2 separate regions of the Mus musculus genome follow, and region 1 is linked to region 2. Evidence: chromatin contacts called from public promoter capture Hi-C data. All regions are on one chromosome and are shown on one strand. The core of a region is the stretch at or near the end of the contact, and the rest is flanking DNA. Distances in the headings are between cores, read along the strand shown.

Evidence for each region. Promoter capture Hi-C pulls out the DNA fragments that hold promoters and counts their contacts.
Region 1: a contact with region 2 is called in a promoter capture Hi-C map of hippocampal neurons, with 2.9 times the contacts expected there. The contact joins the promoter of E330012B07Rik here to the promoter of Ppfibp1 in region 2. A contact is called at or near these places in 1 of 39 promoter capture datasets (hippocampal neurons) and 1 of 484 Hi-C or Micro-C datasets (embryonic stem cells).

Annotation. Positions count from the first base shown.
Region 1 is chr6:147,178,877-147,181,687 of GRCm38.p6, reverse strand. It overlaps E330012B07Rik (RIKEN cDNA E330012B07 gene), which reads right to left and starts at 1,447. Exons shown (of 3, transcript NR_033640.1): 1 at 1,374-1,447.
Region 2 is chr6:146,887,087-146,889,820 of GRCm38.p6, reverse strand. Ppfibp1 (PTPRF interacting protein, binding protein 1 (liprin beta 1)) reads right to left here and starts at 1,327. Exons shown (of 31, transcript NM_001355728.1): 1 at 1,138-1,327.

The DNA of each region.
Region 1 (2,811 bases), core at 198-2,697, 290 kb before region 2:
CTTACAACATCAATTAATGTTGCTGAGACAACCCCCCACAGATATCCCCACAGGTCAATCCAATAGAGACAATCATCTCTCATTAAGATTCTCTTCCCAGGAGGCAAGCCTGCTGCCATACAGCAGAAGATGGGTGGAAGACACCCAGAGGCGAGAAGGCACCACTATCATGGCAAGTGTGTGGTGGAGAGACAGAAGAAAAAGAACAGTTTATGCAGTATGATAAGAGGAGAAACTGGAAATGTGAGGGTGATGAGGAACAGCCTGATGTGAGTAGTTTGTGCTGCCACCTGAGGCCATGTCTGGGTCAATGGTCAATGGCCTCTGTGGGCACTGCACATGCATGCAAGCAAAACACCTAAACACATGAAATAAAATAAAATATAAACATTTTAATAAAAATAAAAATATCACTGGCTGCTTTTGCCCCAAAAAGGACAGACAGTTCAGCATATATATATCAACAAATGTACCACATGCAAAGAGAATCAAGGTCAACACAAATTATCATCTCAATGGAACAGAAAGGCCTTTTATATAACATAACATCTTTTGTGATAAAGGCTCTGAAGATACTAGAAAGAAAGGGACCATAATCAAGGGCACATGGGTCAGAGCTAGAGCTTACAGAATGAAGAACACCAAAAACATTTTCTCTAAAATCAATAGCAGTGTGGCAATGTCCACTCTCTTTACAGTGATTTAAGCTGAAATGAAAGCAATAAGACAGAAACAGGAATTAAAAGGAAACAAATAGAAAACAAAGAAACTGGAGTATACTTGTTTGTAGATGACGTCATCCTACAATGGGAATGCTCTAAAGACTCCCATGAGACTCTGAGGTCTGGTAAACACCTTCAGCAAAGGGGCACAAGATCAACATACTAGAAGTTATTGTTTTTCCTTTATACCAATATACAGTTATAGCCATGATTTCCCCCACAGGTACAGAAAAAAAATGTGTGTTTAGAAAAACAATGCCTGTTGAACAAATGTTTCTGATGAATCTGGATAGCCTCACGTGGAAAACTGAAACCAGATTCACAGGTCTCACTTTGCACAAAAGTCAGACCACAGTGGACCAGAAACTTACTGTAAGACCTGCAACCACTGGACGAAAGCACAGGAGCAACAGCTCAAAACACAGCAGAGGAGGCTTTCTGAGAGGGCAGCTCTAGCTCCGGAAATGGCTCCAAACATGAAAAATTAAAATAAGGGGCTTTTACACAACAGAGAGAATCAGTGTGCAGGACGGAAGAAAATACTTTGTTGCTTGTGATCTCTTAGGGGCCTGACCTGGTTTGCTTCTCTGTAACTGTGATAAACCCTGACCAAAAAGCACATTAGGCAGAAAAAGGATAATTTTCACTTACAGGTTTCAGTCTATCCCAGGGTAGCTGAGGCAGGAACTCAAGGCAGGAGAACAGTTGCTTACTGCCTTCCTTTCCCTGACTTGCTCAGCTACCTTTCTTATACAACCCAGGTTACCTGCCCAGAGATGACTCCGCCTACCGTGGGCTGGCCCCTCCCACATCAATTAGCAATCAACAGAATGCCCCACAGATGTACCCACAGGCCAAGCTTATCTAAACAGTTTCTCTGGTATGATTTTCCTCCCCTGGGTATGTTCAGGCTTGTGTCAAGTTCTCAAAAACCAACCAGCACAGGGACTAATGTCCACCATATATAAAGAACTCAAATCATTAAACACTCAAAGAACCAATAACCCCATCAATAAATGAAAGGATAAACTGAGCAGTTTTCAAATGAAGAAATGCATATTGTCATGAAAAACATTCAACATTTTTAGCCATTAGATTGCTCAGTGAGCGCACTGAAGCAAGGTGTGGTGCCTGAATCTATAATCCCAATATGGGGGTGGTGGAGGAAGAAGGGCATGTGTTCAAGGCCAGACCAGGAGTTAGAGGCTAGCCTGCACTATACACAAAGAAGCTGGACAGCTATTGTTCAATGACATAGAGTTTCCATTTTACAAGATAGAAAGGGATGGTGGCTACAAAGAGTCATCATTTTCAATGCCACTGGACAGGACACTTTCAGAATGGCCAAAATGGGAAATTTCATGTTGCAAATACTTTGCTACAATTAATACAGGGGGGGGGGGAGCTGAGGAAATGACTCAACGGGTAAGAGTGCTTATTTTAAAAGCATGAGGATTGGATTCCAATACCCAGCACACACACACACACACACACACACACACACACACACACGCAGCAGGGCATAGCTGTGTGTGCCAGTAACTCCAGCATTGGGGAGTGGAGGCAGGTAGATTCTGAGAGCTCGATGGCCAGCCAGCCAGCTTAGCCTCTCAGTGGAAGACCCTGTCTCAGGGCAATAAGACAGAGAGTGAGAGAGGAAGACATCTGACATTCTCACACACCCACATCTTAGTGCACACACAACACATACCCCAAAATAAAACACAAACACTGTTCAATAGCAAGATTCTAAGAAACCAAGATGCCCTCATAGAGCTCACAGTACAGCAGAAGAGATCGATGGAGGCAGTGTCTAAAACGGGCCTCCCAGACTGGTGTTCACAAGGCAAAAGGGAGTGAGGCGAGGGTCGGGTGGGGTGTCCTAACACGCTCTAAATCCAGTTTCTAAATCCAGTACAACCTCACCTTAGTGTAGTCACCTATTTGAAAAATATTTAGTGAGCACTCCTCTTAAGAAGATACTCTCGAGTAGAACGTACATTTCCTTTGAGAAAAACTAACAAAAGCTAGATCTACCGGGGGTCCTAAAATTTTGGGTTCCAGACTCATCAGGATGGCAGATCCCCAG
Region 2 (2,734 bases), core at 78-2,577:
ATTCTCTTGTAATATGAGGAAACCGAGATTCAGGGTCTGAGCACACTTTCCAAATGTGTGGCGTGGCTCTGCAGTATTATATAGGGATTCTGGGGTTCCACCACAGTCCCCTGACTGGAATCTGGGGTATATTACAGGGAGTCTGGGTCCCATTGCAGTTCCCTGAATGGAGCGTATGGTATTATTGGAGTAGTTCCGGGGTGTGGGGTCCCACGAAAATTCCCTAACTGAAGTCTGTGGTGTGGTGGAGACTCTGGGGTGTAGGGTCCCAGAACACTTCTGTAATTGGAGTTCTGTGGTATCAGAGTCTATGGTGTGGTGGGAGGACAAGTGTGAAATGGGCTCACACTGTCCTGAATGAGTCTGTGGCGTGGTGAGATACCCACTGTGTAAAACTGTGCGCATGTCCCTGACTAGAGTTCCATGGTACTAGGATTCTGGGGTGTTCGGGTCCCAGCACATTTCCCTGACTGGAGTCTGTGGTGTGGTGGGGAGTCCAGGAGTGAGCTGGAAGCACACTTCTCTGACTGGAGGCTGTGGTGTGGTGGGGATTCTGAGGCGTGGGGTCCCAGCACACTTCACTGATTGGAGTTCTGTGATTCAGAGTCTATGGTATGGTGAGGGGACGAGTATGAGATGGGCTTATACTACCCTGGCTGGAGACTGTGGGTGTGTAAGGGGTCGGGGAGTCCGGGTGTGAGCTGGGAGCACACTTCCCTGGCTGCAGGCTGTGGAGGGAAGTCTGGATGTGAGCTGGGAACACACTTCCCTAACTGGAGTCTGGGGGGGGGGGTGCTGGGGGGGGTAGACCGGGTGTGAACTGGGAGCACATCTCCCTGACTGGAGACTGTGGTGTGAAGGAGAGACCGGGTGTGAGCTGGGAGCACACTTCCCTGACTGGAGTCTGTGGAGGGGAGTCTGGGTGTGAGCTGGGAGCACACTTCCCTGACTGGAGTCTCTGGGGGAGTCCGAGCACACTTCCCTGACTGGAGTTCTGTGCTGTGGGGAGTCCGGGTGAGGGAACCGAGGACCCAGACGAGCCCTTCCTGTCACCCCGAAGCTGCTGCCCCCCACTCACTAGAGATCCCCGAGAACGCGGGCGCGGGTCGCAGAAGGAACCGCCCGCGGCTGGCTTACCTGAGGCGGAGGGCCGCCGAGCTCCACAAGTTGCAGTTCCGCCTCCCGGGACCCGCCCGGCTGCCAGATCGCCACTCTCGACGCGGCCGCCCCCGCGCCCTACACGGCGACAGGAGCCGGGGCCGGAGCACAGCGCCCGGCTGACATCACCGCCGCCCAGGTGCCGCCTCCCCTCGGTCCTCCTCGTCCCACCGCCCCGCCCCTCCCCCGGCGGGAACCAGCCCCAGGGGCGGAGGGGGCGGGGCCTCGCGCTTGCGGCCCGCTGATTGGCCGGGCGCGCGGTCACTCCGAGGCGGCGCCTGGTCTCCCACATTCCTGGCCGAGCCCAGCGGAGCTGGGAGTGGGCGTCGGTGGGGAGCGCGCCCGGTCCGCTGCGGTCCGTAGGGCGCGGATAAAGGGCTGCGCTGAGCCGGGCGGTCGCTCGCAGCTCTTCCCGGGTCAGAAGCGACGCTCATCCCGAAAGAACGCCTCTGTGTCGCGGACCGAGCGGACGTGGCGGGCGGGGAGCCCCGCGGATAAAGTAAAAGGCCCCGGAGGGGAAACTGAGGACTTACAGAGACTGAGCGGACGAGGATCCCAGAGGTGGCCACCCTAGTTCCGCGTGGTCATCTAGCGGCGCTCAACCACGTGGCTGCTTTTGCATTTAGTAACGAGACAAAAATAAAAATAAAAAGACACGCAAGCTTCCAGAGAAATAAAATGAACTCTCCAGAGGGAGGGGGTAAATGTTTTACTATTTATATTTTTTCGAGGTTTTCCCCCCCTCTCCCCCCCCCCGCTGTGACACATATCAAGGCTGGTCTTCAAATTGTTATCTTTTTACCTTAGCCTTCCTAATAGCTGAGGTTACAGGCCCACACTCAGCAATAACCTGCTTTTTAAAGATTTTTTATTATTATTTTTGTTGGAGTTTGTTGTTGTTGTTTGTCCTGTCGTGAAACTGTGTGTGGACCAGACTGGTCTTGAACAGCTATCTGCCTGCCTCCGCCTCAAACTATTCAAATCAAAGATGTGTACCACCACACCCAGCTATTTTTGTTATTTTGTTTAATTATGTGTAGTATGTGTGTGTACCCATGGAGGCTAGAAGCATTGAATTCTCCCAGTTGTGAGATAGGGGCTGTGGGCTGAACTCAAGTGTTTCTGCAAAAAGAGCAGAAGAGGTTAACTGTTTGGCCATCTCTTCAGGCCCTATGCTGAACTTTTTAAGTCCCATAAGGCTTCTGTTTTGATGCACAACTGAAAAGGGAGAACCCTCACAACTGAGTTCAAACCACATGATAATAATTACTGTTGAACCAATTGCAGTGACTGAGCTAACAATTAAGAATTAACTACTATTTACCCTCTGGTGGATATCAGCTGTGTAATCCTCTTGGCTGCAAAGTCAGGGAGATTCTCAGGAGCCCTTCTTTCAGTTTCCCCTGTCAGACCCAGAACTGAACTGAATAATGAAAAGCAGCTTTATGGATACAGAATATGATTAGTTTCTGTTAGCTTTTTGTTGGCTATGAGCCTCCCCAGCCCCCACCGCCGCCGCTGCCACCACCCTGGGGAACGGAAGGTGGTGTGTTTGTGTATGTGTTGACTGGGGGGT